2 separate regions of the Gossypium arboreum genome follow, and region 1 is linked to region 2. The links are chromatin contacts, called in public Hi-C maps. All regions are on one chromosome and are shown on one strand. Each heading gives the region's core, a stretch centred on a gene start, on an enhancer-like site or on the middle of the called end of the contact. The rest is flanking DNA. Distances are from core to core; before and after follow the strand shown.

Region 1 (4,793 bases), core at 1,336-3,835, 210 kb after region 2:
GGTCATCTTAAAATAGATATTTCATTTTAAAAAATACTTTGTACATATGAGTATGCTTTCATGTCTATTATACATATAATTTATAATAAAATTAATTTAATCCTATGTGCATATTTAATCCCATGCTAATTTATTTTATAAATTCTTTTAAATTTATCTATATATATATTTTTATGTATACTGAGTCATTTTTTAGAACATATTTTATTACATATTGTTTTGATTTAAAGTCTCACATTTAAATACTATTTTTATATGTATATACATTTGTCAACTCTAAATGAATACATCATCTTCAAAATGTTTATGCCCATTATTTGACTCAAATTTCCTCTTTCATAATCTTTGTTTTAATAATTATTTAGATGTTTGTAGTTTTGTCCATATTGTTTTGCATATCATGTGTGTTTTGTTGTTTTTATTGTTTTATAAGTTATTACATTATATTTTTGATTAGTGTTTGGTGTTGCTATCCTAATCTTATTTTATTTATCTCGGTTTAAAAACTTGTTAGAGCTTTTTACTTTGATTTGTTTCCTTAGTTATACTTTTAGCTTTCACAACTTTGATTGTTAATGTGTGGATGTGAGCTTAATATCATTTTATGCACGTTAATTTTTCTTTTATTTGTTTACTCATTTTTATACTATTTTTATTCATTAAAAGAGTTTGCTATCCATGCATATTGTCTCATATTTATAACTTCGCCTTTTACTCGCAATTGACTCGTTGAGATTTTAAACTTATTAATCCAAACTAACTATTCTATTCTATTTCAAGTCAAATTAATGCGTTTTAAGCTAGTTTTATAATTATCCATTTAAAAATTCTTTAAAACAAAGGCGATGTTCGATGTTTGGCAATTCGGGGAATCGTGCCCTATCATGCTGGGTTGCAATTTCCTTTTTGTTCAAAATAATCGAATATTCCTTTAGAATTTCACTCATGTCTTTAAAAATTCTTTAAAACGAAGGAAATGTTCGATGTTTGGCAATTCGGGGAATCGTGCCCTACCATGCTGGGTTGCAATTTCCCGTTTGTCCAAAATAATCAAATGTCCCTTTAGAATTTCACTCATGTTTTCTAAATTCTAAAACAAGACAATGTACAATGTCTAGAAATTCGAGGAATCGTGCCCTACTGTGCTGGGTTTCGATTTTTCTCGTTGGACTAAATAATTGGGCATCCTTCTGTGATTTTCAACATATAAACTTTTGGAACTCGAAATTTATCGTGCTTTCGAGGGTATAAAGGATCGTATCCTATCATGCTAGATGTGATGTTATATTCCTCTGAAACAAGAGAATTTTGACGACCAACTTGAACCATTCAAATGTTTTCAAAGGAATCACATTTCAAAAACATTTTTAAATCTTAGATATAAGGACATTATTTAATCAATTTGGTACCAATTTTGGGCGTAGTGAGGGTGCTAATCCTTCCTCATGCGTAACCGATTCCCGAACCCGTTTTCTCAAATTTACGTAGGCCAAAATTAGTTTAAATGGAGTAACATATTTTATTAAGGTGATCCACTCACACCGAAACAAAAAGATTGGTGGCGACTCCACATTTCCGTTTTCAAAGTCGATCCCTTATTTTTCTTGTTTTCAAAAAATGGTTTCGACAGCTAACATCTGCCAACTACTGACAAATTCAAATTGATTTAAGCAATTATCAAAATTCAGAGTCATTTTTCATTCTATACCTGAATAAAAGCACTATGATTGCAAACACCATCATCGACGATGAGTTTCCAACACCTAGAAACACAGAAAGAATGGTAGCGCAATGAGACAATGTTGGAACAAGGACAAAACTGACAACAACCATTTTCTCCAAAGGTTGATTATGAGAATGAATTTTCCCACCCTTTCCAGATAAAAACAACAGTATATAGCTACCACCAATAACTGTAAGCAAAAGTGAAACAAGTTTATACACTGTGTCTTCCCTATTTCTGGGCCTGTCTGATAATGGAGAAAGGAAGCAATGGGTGGGAATGAAGGAATGAAGGAAAATGATGGATATGCCACCAATTGTTGATGGGTCTTTAGCGTTGAAACTCTCCATTTTTGCCTTTTTATTCAAAGTGGAAAGGAGATTGATTCTGTGTTACTTGAATTCAAAATAACTACTTTTCTATTCTTTTTTTTTTTTAATTCCATTTTATGGAGAAAAACAGTGAAAGAATAAATTGGTTGGTGTCTGTTGAAGCATTGAAAAACAACAAAAATTATAATACATATACCAATTTTATTGTAAAAGTTTTAGGGATTTCAATATTTGAGAAGGGATTAGGGATTTAATGATAGGTTTTAATTTTAAGGTTTTTTTATAAATTCTTCATTTTTTAATTTCGTATTTACTTTTTTTTTTTTGACAGATTAGCATGTCACATAAGCTATTTCGTTGACCAGCGCTTGACTGGCGGTTAACTGACGTTTTCCGTTAAAGCCAAGTTGACTTGTGAAAAAATCGTAATGTTGATGATATCAATACATAAAAAAAAAAAGTCAAGGGCAGAAAATTAAAAATCCCTAAATATCGAGGGTATTATATGGAATTATGCCAATAGAAAAAGGGCGTAGAAAGTAAAGCAACGTGGAGGTGGCCCTTGTGGAGTTGGTGTCAGTGACAGAACAAACTGATATTCTAAAAGGTTCCCTAACTCCAAGGCCAAAAATCTTTGCGGCAAAATTTGTAGAACCGAAAACAGTAAACCTAACTAGTATTATCGAACACAAAGAAGACAGAGCTACCCATGAAATTGTTTGATGCTCATTGCCACCTTCAAGATCCCAGAATTCTCAACAAAGCCCCCAAACTCATTTCCACTGCTTTGGATTCTGGTCTCCTTAATTTTGCTGTTAATGGTGTTTCTGAGGTCGCTCCTTTTACCTTGGATTTCTCATTCATTTTCCTATTTTATTTGTTTTTTTATAATGATATTATGTTTGGGTTTTTCTTGAAAACTGTAGAAAGACTGGCATTTGGTCAAAGAAATGGGAGACAAGTATCCTTCTGTTATTCCATGCTTTGGAGTTCATCCTTGGTAAAATGGTTACTTTTAAAATGAATACTTAGATATAGTTTTTAGGCTCTTCTCTTTTACTGTTTTCATTTGTTGCAGGTATGTTCCTCAGAGAAGTCCAAATTGGTTTACGACTCTCAAGGAATTCTTTGAAACCACTCCTTCTGCTGCTGTTGGAGAGGTAAATTTATTTCTTTTACCACTAATTCTGCTTAATTTCTTAATATCTAACCAAGGGTATTTAGTTTTATTTTAGTTTGTGCAGTCCATAGGTCTGATGTAGAGTTTTAACTTCAGTTTTCCAAATTTCATGGTAAAAAAGAAAATATTAAAACAGAAGGTTTCAGGACTAGATTCTTACACTATTGTGCTTGGATTTATATTTGTTCATAGCTACCTCTTAAATAACAACATGCTTTTGCACATTTCAGATTGGTTTGGACAAAGGCTCAAAAGGAAGGGAGATTGATTTTAATGATCAGGTCCTCACCGTTTTTGTGCTATCTTGATTGTCATTTATTTTGTATTAATTCTATTTTTTCATAAGGCAGCATACTTTCTGTTTTCTCTAAGCCAAAAAGAGCAGCTCCATGCATAATAAAAAGACTTGCATCCTGTTTACATGTTGCCATTACTTGGTATGAGTGCATGTATTCTAGTCATTTTCGTAAAGTTTTCTGAATCTTTAAGTTCTATCTTCCAGATTGAAGTATTTAGGCAACAGCTAGAGCTTGCAAAAGAGTTGAAAAAACCAGCATCAGTCCATTGTGTTCGTGCATTTGGCGATCTCCTTCATATAGTGAAGTATGACTTTGTCTACATCTATTTGTAACCGAGATTTTATCTTAAACAAATTACTGGGGACTATTTAGAAAATGTTTCAGCCACTTAGTAGATAACAAATAACATTATGAAGGCAAGAAAGCCTTCGAAATCTCTGGCACTTATCACTATTAGTGTCTTTGCTAGAAATGCTCATTATCAGGCATGTATCTTAGCTACTTGTTTACTGATGTACATGTAAGATGCTATAGTTAATGTATGCGTTTCCTTACTGCAATGTATCTTATCACTATTAGTGTCTTTGATAGAATTGCTCATTACCAGGCATGTATCTTAGCTGCTTGTTTACTGATGTACATGTAAGATGCTTTGGTTAATGTATGTGTTTCCTTACTGCAATGTATTAATATCCTCAGGGACATTGGATCTTTCCCAGATGGTCTCCTCCTCCATTCTTACTTAGGCTCTGCGGAGATGGTTCCTGAATTTGTCAAATCCGGTGCTTACTTTTCATTATCCGGGTACATCATGCCCATGAAAGTGCAGAAGGCCAAGAAAATGTTGAAGACGGTTAGTTCATCGAGTTTATTGTTCCATTGATCTGATCATCATGTAACAAAGTATACAATTGTTTCACCTCTGAAATTCCTGCAGATACCTTTAGAAAGGATCCTCTTGGAGTCGGATGCTCCGGATGCATTGCCACATTTAGAGTTAAGCTCTCTATTTTTGGTCGACGAAGATCCTTCCCTTCCACAAGAAATTTTTGCTCATGGGAGAACTGCTGCTTCAAATGTTAGCACTTCCTCTGATACGTCTAGAGACGCTTATTCATTGCCAAAAGACATGCTTAATCATCCGGCAAACATACATAATGTATAATTTCTAGTTCAACTGATGGGTATCTTTTCTATATGGCTGTAGACTGCTTACATCTTTATCTAGTACCTTACTTTCGGCACTTTTTCTCGTAGAA
Region 2 (4,708 bases), core at 900-3,399:
GATTCCCTTCAACCCTAAATAACACCAAATGCATTCCACCTAATCCTGTACATAACGCAATTCTAAAGGCATTAGCAAACTAAACCACCATTTTTGTGACAAACTCCTAAATAGGCATTAAAAGGGCCAAATGGAAGCACAAACGTAGGGCTTATCAGTGTCATATAAAAGAAACAACCATTTGTAACAAAGATAAATTATTAGGTAACCTGTTGATGTGCTAACAGCATTCAAATTGCAAATGGTGTCACAAAGTTCTTGCTGAGCCTGGCCATGGCTAACCAAGAACTCAATAGGCTTTGATGAATCTGAACCCTCATCAAGTGTAGGAACAGCATCCAACTCCTCCTGAGTAAACTCCAGTTCTGCATCCCTCTCTATCCGGAGCAGCTCTGACATCTGCTTTGTAAATTCGTCAATCCTGCCTTGCATGGTCTTAGCCTTCTCCAAATCCATCCCCAAAACACCTTGAACAGGCTTTGGAGGTGTAACCTTACGGGCAATAGCTCTATGCTGGGCTGCAAATCCATCATTCCCAGGTCAAACTCATTTTCTTACCAAACAACTGAATTAATTAATTAATTAGCAATATTCCAAGCAATATATTAAAACAAGTAAGTTGTGCTATATTCAAACTACTAAATCAATTAGTTGGCATATTCCAAGCACTATGTTCAAAGAAGTACTTTGTGCTATAATCAACCTACAGGCTAGAAATAAAGTTGAACATGAAAATAGTTCCAGCAATAAAGAAAAAAAGGAACCTGAATTAGCAAGCTCCTTAAGCAGCTTCCAAGACTCAGTCTCCTTCCAATCCTGAACCATAGAGTTTTGCTGCAACTCTTGAAGAACATTCCTCAATTCCCGCTGGAAATGATCAAACAAAGTCGGGTAATGTGTACAAGCCTTCAAACAAATTGCTTCAAGTCCAAGAGGTATGGGAATGGAATTGAGATAAGGCTGTGCCTGGATTACAAAGGTCAATCCAGGTCCCATCCTTTGTCTCAACTCCAAAAACTCCCCTTGCAACTCTGCTGACGCAAAGTCTGAAGCCATTGCCTTCATACCTTCACTAATCCACTTAACAACCCTCTTCCCAAGATCTCGTCTGCCCAAAGGATCCCCATTTTGATACAAAGTTCTAACATTTAAAGCCTTAGTCTTTTGAACCTTCTGTTCCTTCTGTTTCTTAAACAACCCCAATTCTTCCACTAATATATTTGTCCTAGTGACACTATCGTTGGGCTTAGAAGTAGACTTATTCTCACTTTTGCTAATTTTTGGGTTGCTTCCAATATAGCTTTTGCTTCTAGGCTTCTTTTTTGTGGTAGTAGCAAACTTGCTGCTACCATGACTGCCACTGCTTTCTCCACCACCATTGCAAACAAGCTGCTTGGACTGAAATTTTGTTGAAGGGAAAGAATATCTACGGCCAACAAATAAACAAATAGATTTCAACGAAGAAGGAGAAGAAGAGAATGGCAAAGAACTCAAAAAGCTACTCTTTCGAACAGTCAAAGCCAAAGCTTTTGTTGTAGTTGAAGGAATATTTCCACAAAACAAGCATGAAGCTTTCTCCATTTCACTTGTGAGAAATCTGTTTTACTTTCCAAGGAAAAATACCCAAATCATAATGAAAAAAATCTAGTTTCCATTTCTTTTCTTCTCTCTTAGTCTCGGAGAAATGATTCTCAATAGAATCTTCAAATATATATGCTCAGGAGATTTGTTTTTTGTTTTTGGCTTTGTTTTCGAGTTAGAAAAAATGGGGTTTTGAATTTAAGCCTCAGAATGGATTTGAGGTGAATAATAAGAAGAAAATTGGACCTTTTTCTTCTTTAATATTAATTATATTTTCGTAACCTATGCTTTCATATGAACGTACTGCAAAAATACAGAGAGGGGCAGAAGAAAGATATTTAGGGGGGGTGTCAAAATCAAATGAAGAGATGGAAGAGAGAGTGTTGTGATTGGCTACGAGAGATTATGTGGAGAGGGAGTGTGGGGTAAACGTGTTGTATTGCTGTTCTATCTTTTTCTCTTTCATTGATTTTTGTTTTGAATCGCTGCCATTGCCGTTTGTGGTAATGAGATGGTGTGAGAAAACAGTTTCATGCGAGAGTAGACGTGTGCTTGTTTCGGCCATGGAAAATCCTTTAGTTGGTGATGCCAAAATGGCCAATTGGGAATCTTAGGTTTCACAAAAATATCACTTCTTCCAATTCTAATCACTCGTTTAGGAAGGACGAACTACCAAATCAGTTACAGCTAGAGTCGTTTTATGGGTCGGCTGATATTCCTAGGGGTGAGCAAAACTCGATTCGACTCGAAAAAATCGAAAAAAAATTCGAATTTCGAGTTAAACGAATCGAGTTATTCGAGTTATTCGAGTTATTCGAGTCAACTCGAATTTTTTTTTCGAATTTCGAGTTCGAATCGAGTTGAGTTTTCAAATTCGAATAACTCGAATAACTCGAATAATTCAATAATTCAATATCAAACTATAATATTTTACATTTTACCCCAAACTCCAAAACCTTTTACTTTTCCTCAAAACTTTTACTCCTTCCCACTTTCCCCCAAAACTTTTACTCCCTTCCATCCCAACCCCCAATCTACCCAAAATCCATTTCCCACCAAAATTTTACTCTCTCATTTACTTTTTTCAAAATTTTACTCCCAAAACCCTCAAAACTTTTTATTTTCCCTAAAATTTTATTCCTCCCACTTTCCCCTAAAATTTTTACTTCCTTCCCATCCCACCTCCCATCTACCCCAAATCCACCCCCAATTTTTTTAATATTTTCCTCCAAAATTTTACTCCCCTATTTACTTCCTTCAAACTTTTATTCCCCAAAACTTTTATATTCTCCTAAACTTTTACTTCTCACCTTTCACTCTCAAATAAAAAATCAAAATTATCCAAAAAATCACTAAAATAAATAGTAATAATTTTATTTATATCTATTATTTATATTATTAAATTAAATTTCACATTTTATATTATTTATATGATTGAATTGTTTAGTCCTATTGAATATTTATATTAAAATTGAATTATTAATTATGCCATTAAATATTCATGTTAAAATTTTATATTAGTATCAATTTCACATTTTATCTTTAAAATAACTTTTATTAAAAATCACATTTTTACATTTAATATATTTTTAATTCCAAAATACATAGTGACAAGAATTTGAAGATAATTGAAACAACTAAGTAAACAAAGAAGCTAACCCGTATATAAAAGATTAATAAATAAATTATGAGGTGATGAAAGTTAATAAAAATTTTGATTAAGGTGGAAAAATTTTATTACGATGGGTGACAGTGGTTACAAGGACCCAAAATTATTTTATAAAATTTAATTCGAACAAATATATTCGATTCGATTCGATTCGAATTCCATCTCACTCGACTCGATTCGAGAAAATTTCAAATTAAGTTAGGATGATAAAATAATATTCGAAAACTCGATTAACTCGAAAATTTTTGATTCGATTCGATTCGATTCGATCGAATGCTCACCCCTAGATATTCCATTTTTCTACATCAAAAACTTGGATTCTTTTTTATTTATTAATATTGAAAAAGTAGAACTTTTTAATTATTTTTTAAAACCCTGAGTTACGTGGGCTTTGAATTCTTTACAAATTTTATAGCCCCTCCGTATCTATGAATGGGTACATGTCAAGGATCTCGTCCCCTTTTTTATTTTATTTTATTAATTAGGTTAATAAACTTTATTCAGGTTAGGGATGACTAAAATTTGATTTGGTTCGAAAATTTTGAAAAAAATTTTAAATTTTGAATTAATCGAATCAAATTATTCGAGTTTTGAGTTCGAATCGAGTTAGATTTTATAATTTGAATAATAGATTGATATAAATACCCTTTTGCTCTCTGTCAAATTTGAAAATGAACAAATTGGTCTCCTTCTCAACAAAAATTACAGAAAAATCAAAATAATTTTAAAATTTTTGAAATAATTTTAAAATTTAAAATATTTATAAAAATTTCAAAACTTATATATTTTAAAAATTATAAAAATTTAAAAGAATACATAAAGAAAGTTAAAAATTAAAAATTTTCTAGAATAATAATTTTGGGACCTATAAGTTAATTAATGATTTAATCAGTATCATACTAAAGTACTTTATTATTATTATTTTGCTTTGAATTCTTTTTCAAATATATATGATTTCAAATTTATGTGCTCTAACATGGAATTAGTTATCTTGTAACAATATTTTAATTTAAAATTTTTTAAATCGAGTTAGGATGATAAAATAAGACTTATTAGCTCGATTAACTCAAATTTTTTTCATTCGATTCGATTGAATACTCACACCTAAATATGCGATGTCAAATGAGAAAATAATTTGACTTTTGTTGGTAGATATTGGGTAAATAGCAGCCTCTCACTCATACACAAATCTGGACCACTTTCCATTAAGACTTTCCCCTTAAAAGTTTAGTTATACAATCAAGTGGTTTATGTGAGTTTTACTTATACAAAAGAAATGCATTCTAACAAGTCTCTTACTGAACAAATGATAAATGCTACCTGTAACACCCGTACCCGTAACCCACGCTGGGGCGGAGTACAAGGAATTACCTAACATGATCTCATGTACACAAACAATCTCGAGTCACCCAGACTCGGTCCAATTTAAATATTTTTTAATTTCTACTTTAATCTTCT

The links. Hi-C and Micro-C count contacts between places; a contact is called where the count stands out from the background.
Region 1: a Hi-C map of leaf shows a contact between it and region 2, with 2.7 times the contacts expected there. The contact joins the promoter of LOC108471000 here to the promoter of LOC108470503 in region 2. A contact is called at or near these places in 2 of 5 Hi-C or Micro-C datasets (both in leaf).

The regions. Positions count from the first base shown.
Region 1 is chr11:91,991,210-91,996,002 of ASM2569848v2, forward strand. It overlaps LOC108471000, which reads left to right and starts at 2,586. Exons shown (of 7, transcript XM_053020900.1): 1 at 2,586-2,887; 2 at 2,982-3,055; 3 at 3,134-3,215; 4 at 3,466-3,516; 5 at 4,234-4,387; 6 at 4,472-4,693. The coding sequence starts at 2,778.
Region 2 is chr11:91,784,968-91,789,675 of ASM2569848v2, forward strand. LOC108470503 reads right to left here and starts at 2,150. Exons shown (of 7, transcript XM_017771843.2): 1 at 765-2,150; 2 at 210-518; 3 at 1-45. The coding sequence starts at 1,581.